Linked DNA regions of Zea mays: all the other regions are linked to region 1. Evidence: chromatin contacts called from public Hi-C data. All regions are on one chromosome and are shown on one strand. The core of a region is the stretch at or near the end of the contact, and the rest is flanking DNA. Distances in the headings are between cores, read along the strand shown.

Evidence for each region. A called contact is a pair of places that touch in the nucleus more often than the background predicts.
Region 2: a Hi-C map of ear shows a contact between it and region 1, with 4 times the contacts expected there. The contact joins the promoter of LOC103640932 here to the promoter of LOC100384278 in region 1. A contact is called at or near these places in 7 of 25 Hi-C or Micro-C datasets (bundle sheath, ear, endosperm and 2 more) and 1 of 3 datasets of contacts at active chromatin or transcription factors (leaf).
Region 3: a contact with region 1 is called in a Hi-C map of leaf, with 3 times the contacts expected there. The contact joins the enhancer-like site here to the promoter of LOC100384278 in region 1. A contact is called at or near these places in 5 of 25 Hi-C or Micro-C datasets (bundle sheath, leaf and leaf mesophyll).

Annotation. Positions count from the first base shown.
Region 1 is chr10:20,973,843-20,977,678 of Zm-B73-REFERENCE-NAM-5.0, reverse strand. LOC100384278 (E3 ubiquitin-protein ligase UPL1) reads left to right here and starts at 1,668. Exons shown (of 17, transcript XM_020545199.2): 1 at 1,668-1,943; 2 at 2,114-2,260. The coding sequence starts at 2,144.
Region 2 is chr10:21,252,925-21,256,761 of Zm-B73-REFERENCE-NAM-5.0, reverse strand. LOC103640932 (helicase and polymerase-containing protein TEBICHI) reads right to left here and starts at 2,088. Exons shown (of 28, transcript XM_008664377.4): 1 at 1,862-2,088; 2 at 1,460-1,779; 3 at 1,212-1,365; 4 at 1,052-1,120; 5 at 14-961. The coding sequence starts at 1,897.
Region 3 is chr10:20,653,669-20,658,013 of Zm-B73-REFERENCE-NAM-5.0, reverse strand. LOC100274067 reads right to left here. Exons shown (of 19, transcript NM_001360531.1): 15 at 4,205-4,291; 16 at 4,021-4,097; 17 at 3,622-3,772; 18 at 3,349-3,481; 19 at 1,461-2,613. The coding sequence ends at 1,709. Among protein-coding and RNA genes, the nearest start is that of LOC103640930, 56 kb to the right of the region's middle. Within about 2 kb of position 1,788, at least 6 of the 20 cell types and tissues checked have an H3K27ac peak or open chromatin away from gene starts, as enhancers often do. A contact at or near this core is called in leaf and leaf mesophyll, where this site is marked.

The DNA of each region.
Region 1 (3,836 bases), core at 419-2,918:
CTACGTGCTCTAGTTCCAATTGGTTCTAACAAAAGAATTAGCTACATGCACTAATGTAAACGTGACCACTTTTAGTAGATTAACATTGAATGAGATAGATGATTAGTTATACAAATTAACTAACGTAACCAATTTCCAAATTGAGACTCCTATCTTATTAATATAAACACGTGATTAGCGCGCATAGGACACGGGGGGGGGGGGGGGGGGGGGGGTAGACGGGGGCGTCTGGGGGTAGACGGGGACACGACGGGTCGTGCCGAGGCACTGCGCACTACGCGAGCACGCGCGCGAGGCCGCACGCACACGTCACGAACTAGTCGTGCGCACGTCGGGGTCGTGCGCTAGCCGAGCTCAAGGCCACGCGCCATAGGCACGCTGGGTCGAGCTCGAGGCCGCGCCGGGGCCGTCACGACGCGAGCAAGGCACGCCGGGGCGGGCGGGCGAGCACGGCGCACGGGCGGGGGGCACGGCCGGGGCCGAGGCGGACGAGGGCGCGGGCGGCCGGGGTGGCCGGGGTCGGGGCGGGCGAGGGCGAGGCCGGGCCGGCCGGGCGCGGGGGAGGGCGTCGGAGGGAGGAGAGGAGGGAGGAGGAGGGGGGGAGCCTCACCGGAGGGGGACGGCGCGGCGGCGGCGGGGGGGAGGGGTGGCGGCGGCGCCGGGGAGGGGAGAGGCGGCGGCTGGGCCGCCAGCTGGGCCGGACGGAGGGGGGGGGGGTTGGGCCGAAAGGGGAGAGGGGGAAGAGAAAAGAAAAAAAGAAAAGGCTTTTTCTTTTCCTAATTTCTAATTTCCTCTAGATGAAAGCATTCACACACATTTTTTAATCAATCAAAAAGTATGCATGGTTCGGCATGGTGCATCACACAAAAGAAAGTATTTTAAGGTTTTGCTTTACACGAGGTCTAAAGCCAAAACCCGCTGTGACTTTGGAAAAGATCAAGGCTTAGCGAGAAGAAAAGGGAAAAAGGAAAGAGTAACGCCTGAATTTGATGAGAGAAAAGAAGAAAAAAAATTCTACCACCAAATTCAGGGCGTTACACACGCGGACTGTCCGGGTCCCAGGGCCGGACCGTCCGCCACTTTTAGTGCTCAACAGATACGTCATGAGAAAATATTAAAGTTCAACATGCCACGAAGCCGCACGTAGCGCAGTGCTCTTGGATAGTATCGTCTCGCTAGCCGAAGGAATACAAGCAGCCGAGAGAGCTTGGTGTTACAGTAGTTCTTGATGTTGTTGTTCGTTGTCCCAGAGAGAGAGCTATGATACGATGATTAACCACCTGTATACATCAGTGTATTATGCAAGAACAAATAACTCGACTAGCTAATAAACTACGATGCCATACAATAGTTTGACATAATTTCTACAAGCCTCCAAAGTTCTAACACGGTAGGCTGGTGGGATTAATAACTATTTTTGCAAGGCTTGTAAGGTATGTAAAACTTTTAAACTTTTAAAAGATGTTATAAACATAAAATGACATTTAGTATTTTTAAATTATAATGTACCTTATCATAGCGTAGCAACGCATGGATGTTCACCTAATATTATAAATGATATATATAGTTTCATTTTGCTAAAATATAGTAGCTCATTTAACCGAGATAAGATATCAGCTTAACTCTTAAATTTTTTTTAAACAAGCCTATTCAAACCGAGTCAACCTGACCCCAAAGGCCCAAACCAAATGAGCCGACGTTCGTACAACTCTACCCGTAACCTACTGCGCCAAGTGTCCATCCTTTTCCTTCCCCAGGAAAAAAGCGAACCGACCCAACTCTGAACCCTCCAAGTTTCCTCCCTCTTCACCCCAAACAACAATCACAGCCCTCTCTCCCTCTCCCCTCCTTTACGTCGCCGCCTCCGAATCCCCACCTCTTTGCTCCTCCGCCATCCTCCTCCGCGGCCGATGTGTGTGCCCCGCCGGCCCAAAACCCTAGAGGTACGTGCGCGCCCAGTTTTCCACCCCCGTCACCAGCCGCCACGCCGCCAGCGCTCCCCGACCCTAGCGGGCGGCGATCGGACCTTACGGTCTAGGGTTTTCGCGGGATTTTTAGTGCAGATTCTTATCATGTTTTCGCTGATGGGTTTTGGTGGTTGTTTTTTTTGTAGGTTACGAGCAGGTAAGGGTTTCGATCGGAGATGGCGGCTGCGGCTGCGGCGATGGCCGCACATAGAGCCAGCTTCCCGCTGCGCCTGCAGCAGATCCTTGCTGGCAGCCGCGCCGTCTCACCTGCGATCAAGATCGAGTCTGAGCCGGTGAGTCCCCTGTTCTCTTCCCCGTCCCCCGCATCCTTGCTGCTTTGCTTGCCGTCCTTCGTTCCAGGGTTATGATCGGGATGGACGTGTGTGTATGCGACTTGCCTTTCCTGGTTCTGGATAAAACTTATCGTCTATTGTTATCTCATGTTAGGGTTTGGTTTCTCTGTTGTGGGCTCGCTTGTGATCTCTCTTAGGTTTGGTAGTTAGTGCTGTTTTAAGAGGTGTCATATTTGTGACTAGGTGGCGATTGTAGAATCTCTATTGCTGTAGGCCCTGTTTGGAGCAACTTTTCTGTAGAGTTTTCCTGGCTGTCTAGAGAATTGGCTTGGATCTAAGTTTTTGGCAACACTGGTTCTCCTGAAGAAATTGTTTGTCATGAGTGTGTAATGACATGAATGTGCTTAGTGCTGATGATGGCTTGTTTGTTTGATAAATAAGCGCCTAAACCATTTATTGACTTATTGTTCTTTTTTTCTACATTCGGACCAATAATCCTGTAAGTTTTTCAAGTAAAAATGATACAATTTTGCATACCAATACTGTGACATGAATTAATTTGGAATTGTCACTCACGCGATATTATTACATACCAAATCTAATCTCAACAAGCTCACAAGAAAATTCATATTTAAAGGGATAAAAACTCGATTAAGCCGTCAAATAACCATGTTTGTCGATACTTAAAACAAGTCGGTAGCACCTAAAAACATAAAAAATTCAGATGTCTCTTATGCAAGATGTTAGAGCTGGAATAGATCATACTGTTTCTTACTCATCCCACCACTTGTAGGATCTCTCTTGAGGGCAAAGGCATTCAAATTATTTCTCTTGCATGTTCCATAGTTAATTAGTTATTGTTTATGCATGCATTGAATTTGGCCTCCAGGTTGAGAACCCAACTGTATTTAGACATCTCCCAATTCCAATATTACAGGCAACTTCTAGGCAAATCTATACAAAAATATTGTCTTAGCCTGCATCCCACATTGCTTTGTTGTTTTTCATCTGCAATTTTATACCGCAACAAATTATTTTATGTCTTTCTGATATCAGTAGCACACAGTAGATGAATAGGAGAAACATATGCGTATGGATACTCCAGTGTGTAAGCTTATTATCAAACCACAAATCAAATAATGCACAGATCCAATCATTAGATGGTTCATCAAGCATCACACGCATCCATGATTACAGAAGGCACTATGCGCTTTCTAGATGGTGACCCTGTCTATGTCCTAGAGCTTAGAGGAACCTAGGTGTTTTCTAAGCGTTTTATACCCATGCATATTTACCTCTAAAAATCTGAAATAAAAGAAGAAACATGAGATCAGTGGACAAGAGTTGTGTAGAAAGGCCCATGAAAACAGGCCCAGGCTCAAGTTTGAAGAGCAAACATTATCCCTGACCTTCCCTACGATCTTATCAATTTGCGCTGGCTGCACAAATCATGACTCACAACTGACTGCGCCGTCTACCGCCCCCGTTCGCATCTCTTTCACCCGCCGTTGCCAGTCCCTGCTTCCGTGCTGCCCGCTACCCTCATCCCTGCCCCCTCTATGCTGCTCCTGTCCCT
Region 2 (3,837 bases), core at 839-3,338, 280 kb before region 1:
AAAGAATCTTAACCTGCCAAGGGTACAGCTCTGAAATGCCTTTTTTCATGTATATAGCACAAAGGTCAGGAGGAAGCCAACTTGATATCTTTGAGTGATCCTTTAGAGGAATGGAGCTAGTAGGTGTGCTAGCTTCCACTTCCTGAGAAGCAACTTTACTCTTGGAATCTATCCAAGTCTTGCGATTATTTGAATATGCAGCAAGTGATTTATTTTCATTGTGGGTTGGCTGATTGAGATCTCTCCTAATAAGATTAGAATCTCTTTCAGCCTCTTGAGTTGGATGAACCTTCCCTTCAGTTGTTGACTTGAAAACACCCTGACATCTCATGGCTGCAGAATCAGTGTGCAAATTAATAGCACTTCTCTTCAACACATCCACAGGGTCCATGAGATTTTCCTTTTCTAGGCGGCCACTGCCTTTCAGTGGAACACGGTCTGCTTGTGCATTACAAGTTTCATAGCTGCCTTTTGTTTCAAATTTTGAACCTGAAACTTTAATATCATCCTCATGAAAGAAATCTAGCTGCTTCACAGGCAAAGGTGAGCTAATTATATGCTGACAGTTTACTGCCAGTGATTCAACTTTATTTGACAATTTCTCTATATGATGTGTATCATTGCTGCCTACTGTGTTTTGACAGTCAAGCTCATCCCTTCCTGATCTAGGAAGAGTCTTAAAGAATGCTGCTACTGCACAAGATGACTTGTCTTCTGCTGCATCAAATTCTGGCCTTCCACGGACCTTATCAGCCTGGGCAGATATCCCATCAGCGAGTTCAATTGCTGCATTCCAGAACTCCTCACCAGGTGAAGTAAGGGAATTCCTCGATACAGACTTTAGGGTTTCCACAGGTGCTAGAGAAAACCCAACTTTTATCTGTGCAGTACTTGGGGTAAAGCTACATCTTTGCAAGGCCGAAAACCCAACACAACTCACATGTTCCCCCTCAACAGATTCCTGATGAAAAGGAAATAATGAGAAGTTCAAAAGGAAAAGAGGAAAACAAAGAAACGGTTCCAGGTTTGACTTGTTCAGGCATAACTAAACCTCCACAGCCTCTGAGCCACCATGGTGATTGATGCATTGCTTCATGGAAGCTACATTATCATCTAACTCCTGCAAAGAACCAAACTAAGAGTTGAAACTCATGAAATCACTTATCATATGACGATGCTAAGGATGGATGGATAGCGTATCTTGATCCAACCTTTAGAGCTTCAAAGCCACCACAATGGGCAACTCGCTGCTTCTTGACATAGTCGTTGTCACAAGGAACCAAGAATGACTGGGACGCACTCCGCTTCTGCTTCATCTGGCACTGCTCGCTGTAATCACAGTCACCCCTCAAAGGCAGGATAGCACTGGAACAACAAAATTAGACCCGTAACTTGCAAAAGAACAGTTATTGGAACCAATACTATAACTCCCCTTATGTTTCACACTGTGCGCGCTCACCTGCAGGAATGGGACAAGAAATCCGCCGTGCTCCTCCTGAGATCAAAGTCTGCCCCGTCACCTGCCGCCGCAGCCACCGAAGCCGAGGAACCGACGTCGACATCCATTGCGGCCGAGAGGCTACGCCTGGCGCCCGGGTCCCCGCCCCTGGGCGAGCCCACGGGGACCACCGATGCCGCTGCCACGGCACGGTTGCAAGGCGAACGGACGAGGTACCCTTCCAGGGACCCCTTGGCGCCGCCGGGGCTCTCATGCTGCGTCCCGGGTCGCGGCGACTCGCCCTTCCGCGACGAGGGCCTCCGCTTCTTGGCCGGGAAGAACTGAGATGGAGCCGGAACGCAGGAAGAATTAGCGCTTGGAGGCGACGAAGCGAATAGGCGAGGAACTAGGTTAGGGTTTTACCTGGTCGATTTGGGGGCGAGACGAGCCCGACGCCATTGCCCGAGGGAATTTCCGGAAGGGTGTTCGGTTTCTTTTGAATTGCTGGGCATAGCCGCGGAGTGGCGGAGGGAAGGACTACAGAGGAGGGCGGTACGGGCCTGTAACGCTAACGCCTGTATGGGCTCTTTTTTCCCATTTTTTCAAAATTCACTGAATCGTCATCGTCAGAGCATCTCCTCCACCAAGGTCCTACACTCCTACTGAACCCTACGTATACCGTGTCCCAGCTTCCTTTATACCTCCAACAAGGTCCGATATATTATACTCTAAATTTTAGTATTCGTTGATGAAGTGCTAAATGTGGCGGACGAGCCTAGGGGTGAAAACGGGTAGGGTACCCGAAACGGGTACCGGATACGGTTACTGATTCGGGACCATTTTTCGGATACGGATACGGGTATTTTTTATATTCGGGATGGATACGGGTAATACCCGGATAGTACAGCTTCGGATTCGGGTCGGATACGGAACGAGTACTACCCGGTAAATACCCGGATATTCGGGTCGGATACGGGTACCCGGAATTCGGGTACCCGTTTTTTCTTTTTCTGCATAATAATATAGTTATAAAATCATAACTTTTACATATGAAATCGGATGAAGATAAAGTTTATATGAAAATTGTAGAGCTCGAAGAGATCTATAACTTCGTAGTACAACACATTTTTGTTTAAACATATATTTAGGCCAAAATCATTGAAATAATGTCTAAATTTATATCAAAATAATAGACTTTAACATTTTCATGTGGGGACTTAAGATTATCTCCATGTGGGAACTTAGAATTATCTTTTTATAAACTATTTATTAATATTGGTAACTTATTCGCAATTTCCGGTCGACACTACAATATTTTTATGAATTTAATTGTATTTTGATGATTTCCTACAACAAAAAATTAATAATACACCAAATAGCCTAAAAAATCATGAATTTTTACGGAGACACAACATATATCCACATATAGTTCTAAAAAATATTTGGATTATAAAATCCACAAGATGTTGGTGTTTCTTCCATTCCACTCAAACTTATTGCGTGAGTTACACGTTTATGTATCGACGTTTCAACATAATTAATATTTTACTTATCATTTTCATGTGGCGACTTGAGGTTTTATTTGAATATAATGTTTATTTGTTTTGGTAAGTTTTTTGCAATTTTGGGTCAAAACTAGTGTATTTATGAATTTTAATTATATTTTGATGATTTTATGTAGAAAGAATATAATAATTTACAAATAGCTTCAGAAATCTATGAAATTATACGACGGTACAACATATGGCCACATATAGTCATAAAAAATAATGGGACCATAAAATCCACAGGATGTCAACGTTTTTTCTATTTTATTTCCATTTATTGCGTAAGTTACACGTGAAATCACTCTAAGTATCCAAGTTTCAACATAATCAATAATTCATTTTACCATTTTTATGTGGGAACTTGAGATTATCTTCTATTAAATGTTTATTAGTATTAATTTACTTGCAATTTCGTGGTCGAACAAGAATGTTTTATGATAACCAATTAATGCATTATCCGACAAGTATCCGATATCCAATCAAATAATATCCGTATCCGTCACTTATCCGCCCGGATAAATATCCGGTCCCTGTATCCGTATCCGTCTCGTTTCCAACTATCCGTATCCGATCCCGAATCCGTTTTAAATACATTAGGGTAGGATACAGGATGAGCTACTATCCGTCCGTATCCGTCCGTTTTCACCCCTAGACGAGCCACGTCCTCTATACGCTCCCTACGCCCGCACAGACGGATCCCGAGGAGATTTGTTTCTGAGAAGTTTTACTTTTTATGTTCCTGTGGATGCTCGGCACATGTAAAAAAACAATAAAAAAATGGAGCGTGAAAGTTTAATATCAGTACAAACGAACATAATTATGTTTTGCGTGTACCGTAAGTTGTCAAAATTG
Region 3 (4,345 bases), core at 539-3,038, 320 kb after region 1:
ATCCTTTATCAAACCTGCTCTACTCTCATTTCGAGTCAAGAGATAGATAAATAGTCACATCGCATTAAACTGATCGGGGGCGCTCGTAGTGACTTAAGGGGTCGAAACCAAGAAGTGGCTTATTTATACCAAGCATTCCTCTTATGGCTAGATCCAATATCCTGGTCCCTGCAGAAAGAAAAAAAAAGAATGCCACGTTCTTCCTTTCAGGAATGGAGGATTAGGGAGAGGATAAAGGATTTTTAGTTGGGATGTAGACATGATCAATAGAACTCGGCTAGATCCGAGCTAGGATAGTGGCGCCCATTCCTAATCAGTTCAAAAAAGGTTTGCTCATGCTGGAGGTACTAACCACTTAGTGATCGATCCACTAGTTCACACAAACCTGAAGAAGTTATCACAGACTTGCACGTGCGGTTCTAGCCAAGCTTTCCTTCTGTATCTAATAACATTGCTTCTTGCCGTCGGGCACCTCTCCTAACTAATGCCCATTTATTCTAGAATATTTTTTAGGAGGGACAATTTTACCAAATCCTTCTATTTTTAAGTACGCCTAGTACCATTTCAATGTGTTTCGATTCTTTCGAAAACGAGAGGTTTGATGCTTTTGAATTCATTGATCAGTAAACCTACGGTTCTGGTAAAGTCGGGACTGTGGTCGTCTGGCTCCACTTTGCTGGCTGATAAGATCACTGGGATTGACCAGCCAGCTCGATAGATTTGGCTATTCCTTTTTATTGAAAGAGTCAGACGACCACGGTCCTGACTTTACACAAAAAAAGTGGAAGCTTCTTTGACTCTCATGTTCTCCAAAGAATCCTTTCTCCTTCTACAGGCCATGGAAACTCATCGTGTGTTTAGTTAGGTTGTGACCGTGAAAAAGCTAATTTGGACTATTAGCTATGAAAATAACTGTTGTGGCTGTGAACTGTTAAAAAACAAAAAATCGTTTGGTGAAAACCACTAAAAATCATTAAAAATTATTTCATATATATTTCATAGTTCTATCCTAAAACCACTAAAAACAGATCCTAAGGTGCTTTTAGTTTTACACCGTGAGAAAGTCGGCTTTTAGAAAAGCTGCTTTCTAAATGCTTTCAGTTTTATAAAGTGTTTTTTCAGACTTTATATAACCTTGATATATGAACTTGAAAATTTAATAAAGCTTCCTTTATAAAAAAATAAAAAGCTGGTTTATATTAGTTTGGCTTTTAGTAGCTTTTAAGGGAAAAAAGCCAAGGTCAAAAATCAAACCGAACACAAACTAACGTTCTCCGAAGAATCCTTTCCGCTTCCATCGGCCACGGCCTCTTAGCCGCTTCTCGGCTGCGGTTGAAAGGCTGCTCCCCCACAATCGCTTCGGCCGCCGGGCGGTTGTTTACGAGAATCCAATTCTGGTGGGCAGAAGCGGCCAAGAAGCTAAAACAAACAGGCCTATACGTCATATAGATTTTCAAACAGTCGAAAAAATAGGTACCATCGAAATAGAATAGCATGTGGCTCCCACATGTAATAGTAAGTTCTTTAGTTCACAAAATTGATACAAGTTAGTGAATGGCTAAACCTGTGCCAATAAATTATTATTTTACCTGAGATAGCATATTAAAAAAGACTCGATCACTGCTACGCGTGCTACGAAGTCCATATATTTCTTCAGCCAGTATCCATTTTTATTCAGCTAGCCAGGTAACCACACAAAACTTTTTGTTTATTGTGGTTGTGGCCTGCTCTGAACTATAAATATATCGGGGCCAACCAGGCAACCTTCCACATCTTGGGCACTTCCAAACTTCTGTTCCAGATACTGTCCAATGGCGGCAAGGCGCTGACCAAACTGCTCCCTAAAGGTTGCATCAACAGATAACGGCTTCTTGCTGTAGTCTACGGTCCTACGACTCATTTCACCATCGGTAGGGCCAGAGTTGAGCACCATAAGCTCTTCACTGAAATTCGCAAAAGCTAGAGTTGTGACTTTGCCATCAAGCTTGTGACATGAGAGTCTCCATGGAGTGCCACGGGTACCAGAAGCGAGGGTTTCTCCAAGACCAGGGGCAACCTCAGCCTCTACTAATTTGGGATCATGGTCAACTGGGCTAATTGTATGAAGCACAAAAGAGAGATCTGGCTGCAGCATTTCCTGCACGAGAACCGCCATCTTTGCGTCTCTCTGAGGTACACCGGCTGCTCGACGGCTAAGGATTGCTCTCCTTGTGTATAATGATGCCCAAACCTGTCCAACCGCAGCTCCAAAGGATCTAGGGTCAGAGAGACTGACATTAGGAATTGATTCATAGAGTCCAGCAGCAGACATTCCAGCCAAATCCTCCACATTAGCAGTAGATCTCACAATTAGTCGAACATTCTGATCAAATGTTTTCTTCAAAGATTCAATGATTTCTTCCGATGGAGAAAGAAGTGAAACAGTTGCTTGAAGCTTCGAGGATAGGCTATCAAGTTCACCATTTTCAATTTGAGCTGTTTCGATCCTCTCTAGAAGATTAGTGTAGGATTTGAGTGATCCACTTTTCTTCAAGGCGTCCTCCATGGATCCAAAAGGAATCACAGCACCTGCAGGAACTCTGAATGCTGCTGGAGTTCCTTGGTCATTGTAAACTGCCCAATAATCAATGAAAAATGTAAGATAATAGGAAATGAAACATAAGATTTTCAAGAAAGCAGTTCTACCGTACTACTATAAGCTTGCAGTTCTGTTGTACTCATATAAGTTTTTTCTTATCTTAATGTACATAATGTACAAGGTCTATGGATCCATAAACACAATCATACAGCAGAAACGACCTTTTATTCTCGAACTATGCAGGAGAGCTGCGCGTCATTTTATTAACGTAGAAAAATGTAGTACAAGAGTCTAGTAGAACCCAAACCCAAGTAGAACGAACATAGACACACCACACGCCAGGAACTAGGCTAGATTTGTGCCACAATCTACAAAAACGACCTTAACAGTATCTTTTTTTTTTCCATTCTAGCACATAAAAAGCTATCACAACGTTCTTAGTTATTGTTACATGAAAACTAGGCTTATTCTTGATCACCTTGGTTAAACACTATATTTAATCATTTGTTATTCATTAAAGGAGTGTACAGCATTATGAGCTAGATTTACATGCTTTGAATGATACCATCGGTGCATATATTCTACAAATATGGATGGGTGGAATGCAAGTTATCTGCCCTGTTTAATACTTCTCTGTTAATAACCAGCAACATACTAATAACATCCAGGCAAATTAACTGGTTGTATAAATGATAACTACCTTGATTCACAACACAGTAGGTAACACAAATCGACATGAATTTGATGGATATTACAACTGGAATCGGTACCTTTATTTGACATTGAGGAAAGAACCGAAAGAGTTCCACATGCAGCAGCTTTTGCACCAGATGATTCAATCGATGCCTCTGAAAGCTCGAGCACACCAGACATACCATTTGCTACGGAAGTATAGCTCTTTTGCTGAAGTGAAGGTCCCTTAGAGTTAGGGAAAAGAAAAAAAGTAGGAGCAAGTATAAAAACATGTGTTGTAACATGTAGTTAGCAAGATGTGGTGGATTGGCATGCTTTGATTACATGATTTGAGGCAAAAGAAAGTTAACCTCAGACAATTCTAACTTCTTGTCTGTAGTCAATAGTGAGAATTGCTGTGCAAATAGATCTCCTCCAGCGGATGGCTCTGAAGACATGGCAGCACAGTCATCTTTGTTTGATACAACTGAAAGATCAACATTATTGGATGATGCACCCAACCTGAAAAAGAAACACAAAAACTCACTAAATAAATTCACGTAGAGGGTGCATAGGAGTAGCATGCTACTACAATACCACTAAGTGGTGCTTAATTAGCAGTCAGGTTTACTATGAGGGGGCCATCTTTCCTGTTTTTTTCTCATACAGTGGCCATAAATAAATATGTTCATTTAATGTTTTTTCAGGACATGCGAGCCAACACAGTCCATATCAGAATGGAATGAAATGTTAGTAAAATAGAACCTAACCTGACATGTTTTCCCTCAAGTAACCTCATGTTTTTAATCGTGTCATCGTCTTCACAAGTTACAAATACAACTTTCTCCTGGAAACATATGTAAGTAGCATTCTTTTTTTCTTTTCCAAAAAAATGCAGTGGAATTCATTAAAAACGAAACAGTATTTAAATAAAATGAGGCTTTTGGTACGAACTTGACGAGCTCTAACACCAAGATGTGATAGGTGAGGTAATTCTTGTAGAAGAACAACGCCCACTATGTTATCCCCAGCAGCTTTGACCTGTCAAATGAGGAGCCAAGGCTTTGTGATATCATGAAGTTATCAAGACAAGAA